Regions from separate parts of the Mus musculus genome. Here all the other regions are linked to region 1. Evidence: chromatin contacts called from public HiChIP or PLAC-seq and promoter capture Hi-C data. All regions are on one chromosome and are shown on one strand. Each heading gives the region's core, a stretch centred on a gene start, on an enhancer-like site or on the middle of the called end of the contact. The rest is flanking DNA. Distances are from core to core; before and after follow the strand shown. Region 1 overlaps Lrrk1 (leucine-rich repeat kinase 1). Region 2 holds the start of Lins1 (lines homolog 1). Region 3 overlaps Asb7 (ankyrin repeat and SOCS box-containing 7).

Evidence for each region. HiChIP or PLAC-seq counts read pairs in DNA pulled down with a chosen protein or histone mark. Capture Hi-C pulls out chosen DNA fragments and counts their contacts.
Region 2: a contact with region 1 is called in an H3K4me3 HiChIP or PLAC-seq map of bone marrow-derived macrophages, with 2.6 times the contacts expected there. The contact joins the promoter of Lins1 here to the enhancer-like site in region 1. A contact is called at or near these places in 3 of 39 promoter capture datasets (3T3-L1-derived adipocytes, the HPC-7 cell line and cranial neural crest), 9 of 115 datasets of contacts at active chromatin or transcription factors (the 230-238 cell line, bone marrow-derived macrophages, embryonic limb bud and 5 more) and 2 of 9 other capture datasets (adipose tissue and liver).
Region 3: a promoter capture Hi-C map of adipose tissue shows a contact between it and region 1. The contact joins two enhancer-like sites. A contact is called at or near these places in 9 of 39 promoter capture datasets (the C10 cell line, cranial neural crest, embryonic stem cells and 4 more), 1 of 15 datasets of contacts at CTCF or cohesin (the NIH/3T3 cell line), 6 of 115 datasets of contacts at active chromatin or transcription factors (the NIH/3T3 cell line, acute myeloid leukemia, bone marrow-derived dendritic cells and 3 more) and 3 of 9 other capture datasets (adipose tissue, embryonic stem cells and pancreatic islet).

What each region holds. Positions count from the first base shown.
Region 1 is chr7:66,367,729-66,370,715 of GRCm38.p6, reverse strand. The region is part of intron 2 of Lrrk1 (leucine-rich repeat kinase 1); the gene reads left to right. Among named protein-coding and RNA genes, the nearest start is that of Mir7057, 13 kb to the left of the region's middle. Within about 2 kb of position 1,430, at least 99 of the 459 cell types and tissues checked have an H3K27ac peak or open chromatin away from gene starts, as enhancers often do. A contact at or near this core is called in adipose tissue, bone marrow-derived macrophages, liver and 2 more, where this site is marked.
Region 2 is chr7:66,688,388-66,691,374 of GRCm38.p6, reverse strand. Lins1 (lines homolog 1) reads right to left here and starts at 1,486. Exons shown (of 8, transcript NM_152815.2): 1 at 1,352-1,486. It overlaps Asb7 (ankyrin repeat and SOCS box-containing 7), which reads left to right and starts at 1,814. Exons shown (of 6, transcript NM_080443.2): 1 at 1,814-2,275; 2 at 2,455-2,552.
Region 3 is chr7:66,660,427-66,663,413 of GRCm38.p6, reverse strand. All of the region lies in intron 4 of Asb7 (ankyrin repeat and SOCS box-containing 7), which reads left to right. Among named protein-coding and RNA genes, the nearest start is that of Asb7, 28 kb to the left of the region's middle. Within about 2 kb of position 1,518, at least 51 of the 459 cell types and tissues checked have an H3K27ac peak or open chromatin away from gene starts, as enhancers often do. A contact at or near this core is called in adipose tissue, where this site is marked.

The DNA.
Region 1 (2,987 bases), core at 181-2,680:
GATTTTGTCTATATAGTTTTCCAGTGTTTTAGCATAATGGCATCCGGATTCTTGCAAAAAAAAAAATTTAATTGTTACTCTCGACATAAAATTCAGAAGCTTAAAAGAAAATACAATGAAAACCTTGCCTTCCCACCTTCCCACCCACTCCCTGTCTTCTAGTTTCCTTTTCTTCCAAAGAACAGACAGATGCCCGCTTCCCCTTGCTACTTTTTAAGCTCAGAAACCACAGGTTCTGTCTACTGCACACAACTCTGTGAGTCTCTGTTCTCATCTGATTTCAGAAGCTAAGCAGGGTCGGGCCTGGCTAGTGTTTGGACAGGAGGAGCTATGCTTTCTTAAGCTTGAGTTCACAGTGGTGGCTTTCTCATCCATAAACCTTTAGCCTGTGTAACATTTTATGCTTTCTCTCCATTTAATGTTGTGTGTGTGGTGTGTGTGTGCATCACAAAATGAAAGAGACTAATGTAATAAACTCCATGGTGTCTGTCACGTGGCGTCAGCTAATTTACACTTGGCCCGTCTTGGTCTGTGAATGCTCTACCTCTCTCCAGATGCCTGGGACCTACACACAGATTTACAACTTCAGAAGTCTAAAAGCATTCAGGGCACATTACATGCATACTTTAAATTTTTTTTAAAAAATTCCATTAATATTATCTAATCGGTATTTGTGTGTGCCTCCTTTATCTATTCACTCATTTTAACTACTGTTTTTCTCCAGTTCAGCTGGCTGGTGTTGTCTCTGTGTCCTGTAGAGCAACACTGTCCTAAGACTCTTACTTTCTATTTTCTCCCTCATTTCTGTTTTCTGTGCAGTTTCATTGCTGATAAATCCACATGATCTTTGCCGGTTCCCACTGTCTGGATCTTGGCTTTGCATTCTTGTGTGGGCTGGCTTGTTTTCCTCTTCCCCACGGTTTCTTTGGACCTGGAGGGCTGGATAGATTCAGGGAGATTTGTTGGCAAGAGCACCAGGGGTCTGTGCATGTCCCTCCTACTTTGCCTCAGGAGTTAAAGAATGTCTGGTGTCTCTCTTTGATATTTAGATTTTTTTTTTCCCAGAGATTTTTTAACTGGTGTCATTATTAAGGTCCTGATGGGTTTTCCAGTGTGTACACAGTGGGAAATCCTGGCTTTGATCCCCAGTTCTTTATGAAACCAGGTGTGATAACAAATACCCATAACCCCAGCACTCAGGAATCAAAGGCAGGAAGATTAGAAGTTCAAGGTCATCTTGACTCTGCAGTGAGTTGAAGCCAACCTGGGCTACATCAGATCCTGTCTCAACAAGAGGAAAGGGTGCTCTTAGATCCTTCTTCAGGGATTAGCAGATAGGCATCTCTAGGCAGCATCTTCTCTGTGCTTCCTTTGGTGTCAGCTATGGGGGAATGTCAGGACTCTTGGCTCTTCCCTGTTTGTTTTTCTATGGTGAGTCAGCTCCTGAGTATCCTTCACAGGCAACCAATGAGGGCTTTACCCTCTCAGTATCACTATGAGCTAAATTGTTCCTCTTTGGCTAGTAGGCCCCTTTGGTTGCTTCCTCTGTGTTTGGCACAAACCATCTGTCAGAGAGTGGCCTTGCTTGCTTACCTGACAAGGTTGTACTTACCCTATCCGGGACCTGGAGCTCAACGCCTCTTCGAGAAGTCCCATTTTTCTTGGCTGGTCCCATGACTTTATTTATTTTATTTATTTTCTATTCTTTGGTGCATGCTTTGTCTTGTTCCAGCTGCTGCTCATGGTGCCTCATGATTGCTTCTCTCCCTCCCACCTCCCTCCCTCCCTCCCTCCCTCCTGCCTCCCTCAATCCATCCCACCCCTTGGCTTCCATGTCTCAATTTTGGTCAGTCTGTCTTTCCTTAAGATTTTATTTCACTACTCCTTTAATGGAGCTGACTTGGCTTTTTTTTTCCTTTCTCTTTTCTTTATATTTTATATTCTTCTTTCTTTTTCTACATTTCCCACTTCCTTTTCCAATTTCTTGCCTAGTATCCTGCCATTTCTGAGAACTTGTCTTAATTCAATTTGGGAATTATTCTCACCGATTCAATTATATTCTTAGAGTAGATTGTATTAGATAATTCTTAAAAATTTTTATTTTTATTTGATTTTTTGAGAATTTATTTATTTAATTTTATGTATATAAGTGTCTTGTCTGCATGTATGACTGTGTACCACATGCAAGTCTGGTGTCCCCAGGAGGACAGAAGAGGGTGTCAGATCCCCTGGGCCTGGAGGTATGGATAGTGGCCATCTGCCATATGAGTGCTGGGAATTGAACTCGGATCCTCCATAAGAGCAGCTAGAACTCTATCCCTGACCCATCCCTCCACGCCCACTTTTAAAATTTTTTTATTATAGACTTATTTTGATAAAAAGGAACCCACTCCTTTTTCAATCCGTGGCTCCACCTGTGCATTCAACTGAGTGTCAAAAATAAGCGTGGGAAAAAAATGACCTCTGTGTTGGCCGCTTTCAGAGCCCATGCTCGTAAGGCTTCCCATAGGACAATTATTAGCTTACACTTACGTAGTGCTGAGTGTCATCAGTAACCTGTGGATGCCACCTGCACGTGCTACATCATTTAATAAAACAGGTTGAGTACCTGCAGATATTGGTGTGGAAGGGCAATCCTGGACTCCCCTTGAGTACATGTGGGGACGGGGCAACTGTGCCCTCCGTGTCTCTTTCCTGCTTGTCTCTGCTTCCCTGCCTCTGCTACTGTAGCCTCTGCTTGACTTTCCAGATCACAGCGGTCACTCCCGCACCTTCTGCACTTTCTGTACCTCACCTGCTTCTCTACTGTCCAGCTTCTCTGGTTTTCATTTAGTTCCCTGGGTGTTTTGTTTTGTTGTTTGTTGGTTGGTTGTTTGGTTGGTTGGTTAGTTGGTTGGTTTTTCTAGCTGGTTCTGGGTAGAGACGGGTCTCTGAGATGCTGGAGAGTGGCCCTGAGACACTCCATGGGGGGGGGGGGGTTCAGGTGC
Region 2 (2,987 bases), core at 237-2,736, 320 kb before region 1:
CGTTGTCTTTTATCTACTCTTGTATATATTCAAGTCAGGAATAGACAGCCCAGCCCAAAACTCCCTGTCAAAGCCATAGTATTATTGTCTTCAAGATATTTCAGTTTTGGTACCACATCAAACCCTTATTCTTACTTATAACCTTTTCTAGGAATTAGCGAAGTTAGTCTGTCCACATAAGAAGTTACTCCTAGGGGGAGTGGGTGGGTAGGGGAGTGGGGGTGGGTGGGTATGGGGGACTTTTGGTATAGCATTGGAAATGTAAATGAGCTAAATACCTAATAAAAAATGAAAAAAATAAAAAAAAAAGAATCTCTTTTTAAGTCTGAATAATCCCAAAAAAAAAAAAAAAAAAAAAAAAGAAGTTACTCCTGTGGAAGACATCAAAGGAATACTTTTTCTACGAGTATCAGCCTAGAAAAAAAAAGACCCAGAGGCAAATCGAACACTGACTCCCACCTGCAACAAAATATCGCAATAGGTTACATCATCCCCAGGAATCCAATTCCCATAACAGCTTTCTCTATTATGTGATCAATGCAAAACATAGAAACGGGAATCATTCTGGCATGACCTATACATTCCTGCAAAATCTGCAGTCTGCCCACACCCCCTAATCTCATTTCCATCTTTCTTCCCCTTACTCAGTCACAGTTCCCCTAAACTTATTAAAGTACCAAAGGCTTTGCACTTCAGATTAACTGCTTGTAAAGGCCTTCCCTCAGATCTTTGTTGGCTAGTTTTTTTTGTCATTCACAGAGCATAAATGTCATTCTCTGGGAGACCTGGCTCACAATCTAAGAGTCTAGCGCATCCTAGTCAAACTGTATTCCATTACTTTGTGGGTTTTTTTTTTTCCCTAATCATTCTGCAGTTTCATCTTCTCTTGTTAAGATAAAAGAAAAAAAAAGAAAGAAAAGAAAGAAAGGAAAGAAAAGTTCACAAAGTCTCCCCAACAACTAGAGTAGTGTCAACCCAGTAGACACTTGCTAAAAGAATCAATGCATTTAAACAATGTATCAATGTGCCCACTCTGCGCCCCCCTCCCCCGGCTCTTTTCATTCACAAGAAACCACTAGGGTCGCTATCCTCGCAGGCAAGCCCTTGAACCAGCCTCGCGATCCCAAAGAGCGTGCTCTCTCGCAGGCTGGGCGAGGCAGCCTGGAAGCTAACCGGGTCTCAGAGACCGACAGATGCACCAAACATCGCCACTCGCTTCCAAGAAGCACCGCAGAGCGACGACGAGTAGGGGCCCTCATCGCCTGCTCTCGGCCCTGTCGCCTCCCCCGTCGCTCAGCCTGCCACGCACGTGTCGCTCCAGCCACCCAGCTCAACCTGGGCTCCTGCTTACCTGGCTGCCATCCCGCCGGGCCACGCAGCCATCGCCCGGCCACTCGTGCCCACAGCTGCCTACTCCAGGCCACCGTACTCCACGGAAGGCCTTGCCGGCCCCTCCCTCAGCAGGCGTAGAAGCCCCATTCGTAGTACAGTGTCTCTTAGCAACCGCTTAGAGTCTCCAGGCTGGGGGTGGAGCCTGGAGAACCGCTGCGGGGAAGCGGAGGGGACGAAGGGAGAGCGACCAATCGGAGACAAGTCCCAGCCTCTATTAGCCCGCCTCCTCTAACTGTCGCGAATCCGCGGGCAGCTTTACGACAGCCAGGGGGTGGGGGCATCTGTGTGAGGAGAAGGAAGCAACCAACCAACCAAGTCGCCCCCACCCCCTACCCCAACCCCCACCCACCGCGGATCTGGTTTACGGCTTGGAGCGCAGGCTCCAGTGCGGCAGCTGATTGGCTGTCGAAGGCTTGGTCCCATCCCAGTGACCCCAAAGTGCTGGAAGGAGGGGGCGGGGGTGGCCCAGTGCAAAGTGCATCCCGAAAGCCCCCTGTCGGGACACCCTGCTGCTGACACTTCGGACCTGGTATGACTTAGGGTCTCTCTGTCCCCAGACCTCTTGAGTCCCTCGGTAGCTGAAAGCCTCCGGCCCGGCGCGCGGCAGACCCTTGGTCTGAGCCCCTGGACCGGGACTGCCCCCCCCCCCCCCCACCCAGCCGGCACTTCCTCCCAGCGCCCCTTCCCGGAGGCTGCTCCGAGGCCAAGACCGCCACCCCCAGCCTGATCGACTATCTGGATGCTCTCTGGGTTGGGGCCGTGAAGCACCCAGGAGGATCAGGAACACGGTGTCCGGCCCTGCCTGGGGTGTTTCTTCAATGGAGAAGTTGGTGAATGTGCAGGAGGCTGAAAGGAGAGAGAGGAGCTGCAACTGAGGACACAGGTAAAGTCAGTTTCTTCCTCCCTTGAGGGGAGGGGGCTGGCTGGGTGGGGGTTGGGGGAGAAGCCCTGCTCTAGCCTGCCTGCCCTTGCCACCCTCCAGCCTTTGCTAAGCTCCCCCATCCTCAGAGCCCTCTCCTCGCCCCTGGATCACTGCACCACTGATCGGTTTCTGTTTTCCAGGTTTGAGCTTGCTGGAGGACACTCGCGAGTAGAAGGGGTCTGGCCACCCACCAGAGGAGCAATAAACAGAGTGCTTTGGACCAGCATCCTCTTGAAAGGTAAAGAGGCAGACCTCCCTTCCCCCATTGTTTACTCCTGGCCCCTACCTCATTAAGTAACGCTTTATTTCCAGGGTGGTTGCCTGGGAATGCAAGCTTTCTTAGATCCTAGTTTCCTAGCAAAACCAGAAGCACTGCCCATGCCTGGTCCTTAACACCCCAGTAACTTCTCTAGCCCAGAAACGTCTTCTGGGACCTGATCAGAGCGTTTCCGTGTTTTGCATTATCTTTTGGTATACTGTGTCATGTACTCTGCTCGGAGGCTTGGAGACCTTTTTGTAGTTCCCCGCCTTACATACTCTCATAGGAATTCTTCAATTCCATGTTAATTGCTTGTTAATTCTGAATGATTCTGCTTTTAATTAAACCACAGTTTACTGTTTTGCCCATGTACATTTTTTTCTCTCTATGCCTCCATCAGGAAAGCTTCAGAGT
Region 3 (2,987 bases), core at 269-2,768, 290 kb before region 1:
TGTGAATTAACAGGACAGAAATCATCACTTAGCCTTTTAATGGGCAAATTTAAAAGTGGTTCTGATGCTGTGGAGCATCACTGGCAAGGACAGAAGGCAGGGTTCTAGAAGGCACACACACACACACACACACACACACACACACACACACACATACACACTGACCGCAGGCTGCACAGTAAGCTTCTCACACCATTAAACTCTTAACATCAGAGTCTGCAGTCCTCCTCCGTTACAAAGAGAAACAGAAACAGACATGTATGTGATAGCATCGCTCCCAGAGCCTCCCATTGCAGATAAGCCAGTCCTGCTCAGAAGCACCTGCGAAGTGACGTTAGTCAGCCAGCTTCTGCAGCTGACCCCTTCCTAGTGAAAGCCTGCGAAAGCCAAGCTGTGCCCTCCATCTGCTTGGTTCCGAGAATCTAGGTAGAATGTTGGTTGTGAAAGGCAGGAGGGACTTTGGGTGAACAAACCTGTTGTGGATGTTGAGTGCTTTTAGTTAATGCGACTGTGAATTCTTGGAGCTTATGTGTACTTGATAAACAAATCACACTTCCACTTGATAAAGCCTTTAGTAAACAGACCTCACACGGCACAGTGATGTGTCTTTGTTGTTTCCATATGTTATGCTACTGTTTGTTTTAACTGGGTCTCACTGGTGGGTAGATAGCTATCTAGTAAGGAAGCAGAGAAGCTCAGTGGGGTTGTTACTTTAGGCAGAGCACTCAGAAATCTCACTGATACAGAGAAACAGCAGAGACCTATGAAGAAGCTTAAGGAAATCCAGTCAGGTGGTTTTTGCTGTGTGTTACACATTTCTCACTAAGACAGTGTCCTGCAGTTTTTATTGGAGCTGCAAGTGAGCTCTTACCACATCCCACTGACTAATTTGTGCCCTCACAGGCCCTGTTTCATGTCATCACCTTTTCCTGGGGACAATGGCTATAGTTTTTATGCATTATTATCTTCTAGTTCTTGCTTCTGTCCTTTGCTTGCAGGAAGCGGTTGGTTAGTTTATTTGAATGAGTTGTGCTGAGATGAGTTAGGCCACTGCTCTGTGTTAATCTGTGTTTTCTTAGTTCAGTGTAGCACTAGAATGTAAGCGGAGCCTTACCTAGGCATACAGTGAGAACCAGACACGCAGGTGTAACTTCCTGACCGTATTGTAGCTTGACTTGTCAACTAGCATGGCTGTAGGGTGTGGTTAAGAGAACTGCACCTTCAAAGGTCGGAGGAGCGGAGCGAAGGGTTCCCAAGATCCACTAAAGGATCAAGAGGGATTATCTGGAAATAAGTGGCCAGGTATAAAGACACCTTTTGTCATTTTGTGGTAGTGTGTGTGTGTGTGTGTGTGTGTGTGTGTGTGTGTGTGTGAGAAAGAGAGAGAGAGAGAGAGAGAGAGAGAGAGAAAGTGAGTGTGTGAGAGGGGGGAGGAGAGAGAGAAAATGAATGAATGAACGAACGAACGAGCATGGATTTATGTTTATACATGTAGTCCCTGCTAAGACCAGAAGAGGGCATAGGTTCCCCTGAAGCTGAAGAAACAGGTGGTTATGAGCTGCCTGATACCTGTGTCGGGAACTGAATCCAGGTTCTCTGAAAGAGCAGCAAGAGTTTCAGCCACTGAGCCATCTCTCCAGCCATCACTTAATCTAATTTTAAATCAGTTTGGTCTGAGAGCTCAGTCACCCGTAGCGAAAGATGAATGAGTAGTGCATGATCAGACTCTTCCAGTAGGTGGCAGCAGAGTGCTTTACATCAGCTTTCTGGCTTGCCTGTTACATCGTCCTAGATACTGAATATTCTTTTAGTTAAGGCCATTGCCGAGGCCTTCTTTTTTGTTGTTGGTGGTTTTATTGTTGTTGTTATCTGTCACATTATGTCAAATATTGCAAGGAGTTAAAGTAATAGTTTACTTTTTACAGGTTCTATTTGCTAACAACTCTTTAACTGCAGTTTTCACCCGCTACGGTATTATTAATATTTCAACATACCATTTTCTGCCTCGCAGTCTCTTGTAAGAGACTCCAGCTGTTGTAGTCTGGAACTAAATAAGATCTTATTAAACAGTACATAAGTATTTAATCACATAGATTTGGAGGCATTTTGTGCCTGTGAAGAACATTTTTTTTTTTTTTTTTTTTTGTACATAACAGCTGAGTTATGTAGGAGCATTGTCATGCTTGTCACTAGGCCCACCTGGGCGCTCTTCCTCGGCTGGTTTACTTGCTGCCAGGAAGTCGGGTCCACCATGTAGGGGAGGTCATTCTTGTCTCTGTCCCAGGGACACAGGGACGCCAGTGAGATGTGAGCCACAGCTTGCTGACCTTTGGCGCCACAGGAAGGGCAGCGTAGGTGGCGAAGGTCTGTAGCTCAGAGAGCCGCTGGGTAGATGATCCCTGGGAGGTTTCCTTCCCAGGGATCTGTGGTTTAGGAGTCTTTACAACAGTCGTTTGAAAAGCAGTATTTATACAGTGCTGAGGTTTCTCCCGTCTTTGCAACTAAAGCACTTGCTGATACGCTCACAGGACCGTCTGTAGCTGAACTCGAGGTCCTGTCTCAGTCCTGTGCACAGACTGTATCATGCTGTGCCATTCAGCACAGGTCTCACCTGCTTCTTTCATGGAACATAGCAGCAGCACCTTGGTTCTTTGCCTCCCCCTCCACACACACACACACACACACACACACCCTACTAAATTTTAAAACAAGTCTGGCTGACTGTAGGATGCTGTAATTCAGAGCAGCAGTGTTGCTGTGCATGCTTCTCTTTAGGCCAAGAAGTAGCACAAGGAAAAAACACAAAAATAGCTGGAGACAGGGGAGAAGTGTGATTCAGGCTGCGATCGGAGGCTGAAAGTCTCAGGTTGACCAGCAGGAGGGGCGAGGTGCTGCGGGTCTGCTGGCAGGGCCTATCTTTAAACAGTGTTGCTCTTCCCCCTCCTCCTCCCGTTGACTTGGGCTTGATAGCTTGCTACTAGAATGTG